Linked DNA regions of Triticum aestivum: region 1 is linked to region 2. A link is a contact called in public Hi-C data. All regions are on one chromosome and are shown on one strand. The core of a region is the stretch at or near the end of the contact, and the rest is flanking DNA. Distances in the headings are between cores, read along the strand shown.

Region 1 (4,478 bases), core at 1,343-3,842, 200 kb after region 2:
AAAAGCAAAGTAATAGAAAAAGAAAAAACCCAACAAAACAAAGAAAATCTAAGAAACACAAAGAAAATGGGAAAGAAAAGAAAAAAAATAGTGAAAATTGAGAAAGAGACAGAGAACACTGATGAAAAACGAAGAAAACAGGAAAAACCAAAGAAAACAAGGGGAAAAGAAAGAAAACTGAAAGGAAGAACAAAAAAATGAAAAAATGAAACAAAGAAAACCGTAGTAGCGAGCACACCAAACAACGAGCGAGCAAGCGTGAAGAAACGTTAGAAATGGGCCAGCCCAGTATTGTAAAGGAATCGAAATGGGAAAGCAACCATGGGTACTCATCCGAAATACTCGTAAGACTTACATTAGATCTACACAATAGATATGCATCGATATCAAAGGAAAGGGGTAGTATATGTGGACTATACTGCAGAAATGCCAGAACAAGGGGGAGAAATTTATCCTATCGAAGACTACATCTTCTTGCAGCCATCATTTTGTAGCAGTAGAAGAGCGGAGTATTATATGGTATCATCTTGTACATATGTACATCAATAATACCGCTCGGTGCTCCTCTCCTCGTCCCCCTGAGAGAAAGCGATCACCGGATGTATTTTTCTGTTATCTAGGTGTGTTTTAATAAGTATCCGGTTTTAGTTGTAAGAGGTCGAGATACAACTTCAAGTTATCCTGTTACCTCAACTACTCTGCCCTCCAGGACACTAGCAACGTGTCGTGCTTCGCCTCTACATCAACTACTCTGCCCTCCAGGACCCTGGCAACGTGTCGTGCTTCGTGGAACAAATGAGCTCCGTGTATGACCCCACCGCCGTGCGCCCCCTTCTTCGGCTCCACCCAAGCCTTCCACTATCCCGATCCAGATCGCAATAAGTAGCAATCAATTATTTCTGAATAAACTCGGCTGAAATTTCTCAGTTTTCCTCATGAGCTGGTGATATCAAATCAAAAAAAATGCTCAGGAACTTCTCCTACATGAGCACGTTGGTGGAGAGGCTAGAAAGGATGGGGGTACCGCGATGGCGAGACCATGTTCGACGCGCCCTACGACTTCCAGTACGTTGTCACGCCGGTGGGGCGCCCGTAGAAGGTCGGCAACACCTTCTTCTAGGCGCTCAAGGGCCTCGTCGAGAGGGTGAGCGGGCTTAACGGCGGCAGGCCGGTGGTGCTCGCCACCCACAGCTTCGGCCTGGCGCCAGTGGTTCGTGCCCACGGCCGCCCAGTGGGGCGGCATCGTCCTGGGGATATGACATCAGAGGATCTCTAGGGGGGAAAAATCCAATTTTTGAGGAAGGTTCAACTTTTTTTTGAGCACTAATTTTATCTTTTCGACCCCGAGCTCCCCCAATGTCATATTGTTATGAATGTTTGCACGCACATAGAAAACTGGTTAATGTTTGATGTAAAAAAAATCAGTTATATATATATATATATTTCAAATTTATTGTTCACCCAGCATGATATGAGCTCGTGTCCAGTTATGGATTTCCACGTCAGAGGCTGCTTTTTGTTGTGTTGGAACGGTTATTCCCTCTAGTGTCTTCTAATGTGTGCTACGTGTGTTGCAAACTATGGTAGTAAGAAGACCGAAACAGCCAATGGAGGCCGAGCGGTTTCAAATATAATTTTCTAAAGGAATTTATTTTTTCGGGAAGACGCGCGCGCGCGCACACACACTTCCTCATCCAATTTTTCACATGTTCGTGCGGAGCATATACTCCCTCCGTTTCTAAAAAGACAAATATTTAGGAACTGAGGAAGTATAAGTTTCTATGGATTTATTTTTTATTTTTTTATAACTATTAAATATAATTTTCGATCTTTTTTTAAAAGGCTCCATAAAGCCCGTCCTGCAAATATTCACACGCATGTATCATACTCTTGATCTCGAAAAAAAATTAGGATACTCCTTTTTTAAAAGAAAGTACTATCTCAGTTCAGGTTTATTTGTCCTCTTTTATTTTGTGTCGGACTTTGATGTTAGATTTAACTAGCAAAATATATGTTATATACCACAAAAATAATATCATTGCAAACTTCTTTCAAATACAAACCCATCAATATGATTTTTATGGGATACGATTTATATTTTAGCGGTCAAATATGTGATCAAACTTTGACACAAAATATAAAATGAACCAATAAATCAGGACGGAGGTAGTATCCACTGATCCATGTTAAAAAAGAAAAGGCTCAAATGGTACGATCCCTCCGTCACTTCATAATGAAGTCTTCACGAAATCCTCGAAAATGATTCTGTGCACACATCCGCGTGGTCAATATTTCAAGTGTCAAACGCTGCCTTCTATTCAAACATAAAAAACATGGACGTGTCCAAAGGACCTTGGTACCATGCCTAGTCTTCCTTGTTTAGAGGAGAATCAAAGAATTACTAGTGATTTTCCTAAGCAGACGTTCACATCCGGTGCCCCTTGGGTCTCACAAGCAAAATGTCAAGAACTACTACTGTACTTTAATCCACATGGACCAACTGATGCGCATTGTGGATAGGAGCGACATGGGATGCTTCGTGTATAAAATGTGAATTGGTCGCAAGCCCCCAATCAACACCCATCTCGCCTACCACCATCTGCAGATTGGACAAAAGGAGTACGACTCTGAATTAACTTTGATCATTCCATCGGCCCATCCATGGCGACCCCGTTGCTTCTTGCGCAGTTACTACTGGCAGTGGCACTAGCAGCGGTGCAAGCGGCGCCGCGCTTGCACCCCGTCGTCCTGGTGCCGGGCTACGCCACCAACGAGCTGGACGCGCGGCTCACCAAGCTCTACCGGCCGTCGTCGCCGGGCTGCGGGGCGCGCAAGGAGGAGGGGTGGTTCCGCCTCTACCTCAACTATTCCGCCCTCCAGGACCCCGGCAACGTGCCGTGCTTCGCGGAGCAGATGAGCTCCGTGTACGACCCCGCCGCCGACGACTACTCCAATGTCCCCGGCGTGGAGACGCGCGTCCCCTTCTTCGGCTCCACCCAAGCCTTCCGCTACCCCGATCCTGACCGCAAGTAAGTACTAGCTATCGGTTGCTCAATCGTGTCGTGCCCATAATTATGAATCAGAACCGGCTGAAATTTCTCGATTTTTCAAGGAATTTCTCCTACATGAGCACGTTTATCGAGCGGTTGGAGAAGATGGGGTACCGCGACGGCGAGACCATGTTCGGCGCGCCCTACGACTTCCGGTACGCCGTCGCGCCGGTGGGGCACCCGTCCAGGGTGGGCGACGCCTTCTTCCGGGCGCTCAAGGGCCTCGTCGAGAGGGCGAGCGGGCTTAACGGCGGCATGCCGGTGGTGATCGCCACCTACAGCGCCGGCGGCCCGCTGGCGCACCAGTTCCTCGTCCGCCAGCCGCTGGCCTGGCGCCAGCGGTTCGTGCGGCGGTTCGTGCCCATCGCCGCCCCGTGGGGCGGCATCGTCCTGGGGATGCTGACGCTCGTCTCCGGGAACAACATGGGCCTGCCGTTCGTCGAGCCGCGCGCGCTGCTGCGGCAAGGCAGGAGCCTGCAGAGCAGCCTATGGATACTGCCCAGCCCGGCCGCCTTCGGCACCGCGACGCCGTTGGCTACCACGAAGAGCAGGAACTACTCGGCCGGCGACGTGGCGGACTACCTCGTCGCCATCGGGTTTGGCGAGGCCGTCAGGCCGTACAAGTCCCGCGTGCTGCCGCTGTTTGGCGGGGAGCTGCCGCATCCCGGGGTGCCGGTGACCTCCGTCATCGGGGTCGGGGTGGGGACAACTGAAAGGATAGTGTATCCCGGGGATGACTTCGACGCGACGCCGTCTGTGGTCGCCGGAGACGGCGACGGGGTGGTGAACCTGGCGAGCGCCATGGCGGTGGAGACGCCGTGGAGCCGCCGTGGTGGGGATTTTAGGATGGTCAAGGTGCTCAACATGTCTCATAATGCCCTTGTGGTGGATGATCGAGCGCTTGAGATCATCATGCGAGAGATTCAACGGGCTGATTAGGTAATCGGTTTTGCTACAACTCAGCTCAGTTGTAGTTATGGTCTCATTCACCTGGACAGCCGTTGGATCAAAAGCATTCTGACATTCGTGTGTTGTTGTGTCCTTGTTCAATCGTTCACCGTGCAGCGGTCTTGTTAATGGGCCTTTTTCGCGAGCTTTTGCTCGTTGGTTCGATGCTACCAGCTGCTTTATCCCTGGGTCGTCATGTTTGATTTGACCAGCCTGATGGTCTTTCTTTCATTCATGTAAATATTCTGACGGTTCAATAAAAAGTTTCGGAGTTTGTAAAAAAAAACCAGCTACTGTTTTCTATTTTTCTTCTACAGGATGCTACTTCACATTGTGAACGCGATACTTTTTGTACTGTTTAATTTGGACATTGGTACACTCTTTCAAGCTTCATGCTTTAAAAGTCCACATACAATCAGTTTTATTATTATATTTTTATCTTTTTCTCATTCTTGATTTTTTTTCTTTTTTGTTGTTGTT
Region 2 (4,500 bases), core at 1,833-4,332:
CAAAAGACTATTTGGACAGGATCATGAACATATTTCTCCAAAGATTTTCATCACAAAACAAACCATGTCTGGAATGATCTCTACTTACTTATATATACATAAATGTTCTGGTTCTGCCAAACTCAAATAATCTTAACCATCAGTGCAGCTATATCCCATGCAGTATATTCAGAAATTACTAGCAGGATTAAAAGTTCATTCTGTCATTACATTCAAGAAAATCCATGCATACTTTCTACATTCTGGATAAACGGCAGCACAACTGAACCCTGTCCGCCAAGGGGATACATCGTGATTTCACATTCTGGAATGCTAAATGATCAAAAGGCACATACCGGCCAGATTGGTGTGTTCCTCTCATCCTCTGATTTGCTAGCATACTTCTCTGTATCTACCACAGTTCTTTCTCACTGTTGTCCCACTGGCTACGCTGATGTAAGCAGGCCATACGGATACTAGAATTTGAACAGCTTATTGTGTACCTTCAACACTAGCCGGCACGTCAACGAGACTCTTGTGGTGGTCCTGTGGAAGGTGCCACTTGGCTCAGAGCTAGCACTGCTATCTGCTTTGCCTGGGCTGTAATCATAGCTTAGATGCTTGAATTGCGGGCACTGTGAGATATTTGCAACCTGTAGAATGCAAATAAAGTTGATTATTAGTTTGCGCGTATTCGGGGTGCTTTGCAGTGGGCAAAAGTTTCACCTTGTCTAGATTATGCAGCTCAGTGTCTTGTATACCATGTAGGAAGTCTGCAAATGTCATGAAAATATAAATAACTAAAGCCTAGTTTTGCCAACAAAATAATCTGAAGAGGTTTTTATCAAGCTAATTCATGAAAGAAACTACGGGGCTAACCTGTATAAGCCTGATCTTTGAATATTAACAGGCTGCAGGGCATTAGTAGAAGTGACGAAGCAGGACCAGCTTCCTTTGTGCCTTCAACCTTATAGGAACCATTACTCTCCTGTGGCTCATCAGTTTGTATATTTTGGAGATATGTATGTTCAAGCCCTCTGAGCTTTCCGTGGGGTGTGAAATCAAGCACAACCGGTGAAGCAAGGGATATGATAGCGACAACAGGAAAATAGGCAGGGCCGTCTTGATGTGGCTGAAAGGTGCAGTGTTATTGTACTTCAGTGAAGCGCAAACCATAGAAGATGTACTAGAGAAATGAACAATATGGAGCTGATGATTACTGACCATGATCCCTTGATTAGGATGATACTCATTAATCAGAACATGATTGATTGCTGAAGGAAATAAACCAGTCCACTGGCAGATTCTGTCAGTTATCTTTGTAAGCCATGGAGGTACTGCAATATTAGACAAATGAATGTAATTTCAATGCTAAAAACTGATGACACCTAACTAAAGTAAAAAAGAATGTACACTGTATGTAATTTTAAGCACTCATCATATTTTTAGTTCCTGAGAAAACGCTTTTTTTGTCTTCTGTACAACGCCAAGCATGCATAGATACCAGCCAGAAAATTGCATGAAAACATGGGATTAATCCTTATGATGCAATAGACCAAAAACAATAATGTACACAAAAAGAGCACGCAATCAACTGTTGGGGATCACAAAGGAACAATCTGTTGTTGGGGATCACATGCTTGTGCAATGCCCCTACGCGAACAGTATCTGGTAGACTGGTACCAGCTGGCGGTGTGGTCGCTGATCGAGCATCTCAGCCCAGGTAGCTACTGTTTTTTGCCCTTTGCTCTCCTGTACATCCCCTCTTTTCATGTCTTCCTTTTCTATGTTTCCTATCTCTGTAATCTCCCAGAGTTGAGATCTTCCCAGCTCTCTCATTAACAATGAATAGCCCAATGCAATTGTTTGTCAAAAATAAAAAATAAACATTTTTGTTTCACTATTAGAAAGAGAGAACATAAGACACTGCATATTGCTTTTGCAATTTATTTAACTGAGCACACAAGATCTTTTTACATGTCTCTACCACAAACACTCATAGCGATTTTGCCATTGTATGGATTACAGAGGGGGTAGGGGCATCTAAAATAAATTTCTGTCTGCCTGATGATAAAACCATGCCTGCGATGCAGGGATGATAGACCAACAGTAAACCTTAAATTATGTGATAGACCAAAAGAAATGTGATTTGAACAAAAACATGTGCTCTGTTGCGGGGCATTATAACTGAAGCAGCAAAACAAATTAAAAAAGGAGCAAACCATTTTAACAGATTTATTTGACTGATGGAAAGAGAGAACAGATGATGATACAAATAGTTCTTGTTATCTCTCAAAACTGAGAACATGAGATCTTCTTTCATGTCTCTTTCCTCAAACTCTGACGGAGATTTCGTCAATTCTAAGGATTCTAGAGAGGGCTGAGGGCATCCATACTACGTTAGCAAGCTTATCGCAGCCAAATTATGAAGGAACAACGAATCCCTGAAGTATCTCCGTAAAACCACATGGGGGCACTTCAGTTATGTAAAGCATGACACAGAATCCACAAAATTGTGCTGAACATTACAATGCTGATGAATACTCACATGCCTGCGGCAGTAGCCCCTTCTCGTGCACCACTCCTCCTGCACAGCACAGGTCGACCAAATCAACACTTTCCCAGAGGCAAGAAAAGAAAAGAATAGCGCAAATTTTCAAGCAGGGATTCAATTCAGGGACTGCAGCCGGCAACACGCACCCCAGTTCTGGAGCCGCCGGTTTTTCAAAATCTTCCACTTGGGCGCCGGTGCCTGGTATACCTGCAACGGAATCCGCCACCGGAGAGAGCCTCAGACCACACGAGCAAGACAGGAGAAAGCGAAACCAAAGTAGGGGATCGGGCGAGTAGTAGAAAGGAAGGAGAGGATTGGTCCAGTACATGGTGGAGGAGCTGGGACTGCTCGGTCTCGGAGATGAAGTCGGGGACGTATAGGACGGTGGGGATGGAGCCGACGGCGTAGTCCCCGGGGATCCTCAGGCACAACTCCGGCGAGGGGTTCTCCTCCTCCGCCGCGGCCGCTTTCTGGGTCGACTTTTCCTCCATTGCTGCTTCGGCCGAGGATGCTCGTGCTACTGTACTTCCCTGAAAATCATTGGTTAAGGGCAAAGCTGGCCAGGCCGTGTTTTTAAGACCGGCCCGCGGGCATAGATTTTGGCCCGGCATGGCAGGCAAATAAAAGGGCCGGGGTGGCCTTCGGCTCGCCATGGATGAAGGCCCATTCCTGAAGTCAAGCCTTAAGGCCGGTCCGGCAATTTCTCAAAAAAAAGGCCGGTCCGGCAAGAATCCCTTTTACATTTTCTGTATCTTTTTCTTAATATTTAATATTTCTATTTTTTTCTTCAGATTTTCTGTATTTTTCTTTGTCTGTATCTTTAGTTTTGTAGATTCTTCTGTATTCTGCATTGATTTTAAGATTCTTCTGTATTTTATTTTTTCTCATTTTTTTATATTTTACTAAAATTTAAAACACGGATGGCTTGGAAGGCCGAAACGACCCAGAAGGTCAGCCCACAGGCATGCCGGACCATGCCGGCCTTTTTAGTCACGTGCTAGGCCGATCCCTGAGTCGAGGACTTCAGGCTCGCACGACACAATCCTTTTATAGAAGGTACGATATGGGTCATGTCGTGCCAGACCTTTTTATAGGCGTGTTGGGCCGTGCCGAGACATATGTGACGGAGCTAAATCCGACAGATCTCGAGGTAGGGATCCTAAGCTAAGCGTTTAGATACAACGGTAACAGGTACGCCAGGTTTTACTAATGTTTGGGCTCTCTGATGAGATAATACCCTACATTTTGCTTGTGTTTATTGCGTTGGAGTAACTAAAGAATACATGTAAACACCCATACCTAATCCCTCGGTTTATATAGATATACGGAGGGTTTAGGGTTACAATATCCTAGTTGGCATGTACAAGGGCACTGAGTCTTTTATGAATCTAGCTTCTTTAGTATACATCAAGTCTTCTGGATCCTTCTGTTTATGCATCATGAGCCACACGATGTGGCCCACTTTGGAACCGACTATGGGAGTCCTCAGCTCAGGCCACCAAGCCAGAAGACAACATGGTCAAAGGCCTCCTAGCCGGGACAGGTCAATAACACCTGAACCGGTCTTTAAATTTGGATGCACCTCGGTTCACCTGAGCGGCCAATTTATCTTCGGTCATCGGTCTTGAAAATTGGTTGTCGCTCTTGAAAAATGGTTCAACGAAATCATCTTTTGTAGTCAAAGTTTTGACGTCAGCCCGAATCCGAGGAGACCGAAACCACCTCGGCTTCTAACAAGTGCTGGATATAATTGAGCCGAGCTATGCATTGGAAAGGTTCCCGCCCAGTCGTGCCTTAGGCATGAAGTATCCCGATTAATAATACATGTGCTAATAGGCTGGCCCCATATGTTATTAGAGCCAATGGTTTTGATGAACTTTGGTACTTTTAGAGCATTACTAGTAGAACCTTAAACTCTCAAACCCTTGTAGCAGTTTTAAGGGTTGAGAACTACCACTTTTTGACAC

What was found. A called contact is a pair of places that touch in the nucleus more often than the background predicts.
Region 1: a contact with region 2 is called in a Hi-C map of an unstated tissue, with 7 times the contacts expected there. The contact joins the promoter of LOC123057918 here to the promoter of LOC123060306 in region 2. A contact is called at or near these places in 2 of 5 Hi-C or Micro-C datasets (leaf and an unstated tissue) and 1 of 1 datasets of contacts at active chromatin or transcription factors (leaf).

Annotation. Positions count from the first base shown.
Region 1 is chr3A:63,771,091-63,775,568 of IWGSC CS RefSeq v2.1, forward strand. LOC123057918 (lecithin-cholesterol acyltransferase-like 1) reads left to right here and starts at 2,593. Exons shown (of 2, transcript XM_044480781.1): 1 at 2,593-3,029; 2 at 3,113-4,284. The coding sequence starts at 2,662. The coding sequence ends at 3,989.
Region 2 is chr3A:63,565,644-63,570,143 of IWGSC CS RefSeq v2.1, forward strand. It overlaps LOC123060306 (alpha-ketoglutarate-dependent dioxygenase alkB homolog 6), which reads right to left and starts at 3,083. Exons shown (of 7, transcript XM_044482964.1): 1 at 2,860-3,083; 2 at 2,680-2,740; 3 at 2,528-2,566; 4 at 1,204-1,316; 5 at 859-1,111; 6 at 706-752; 7 at 25-632. The coding sequence starts at 3,024. The coding sequence ends at 456.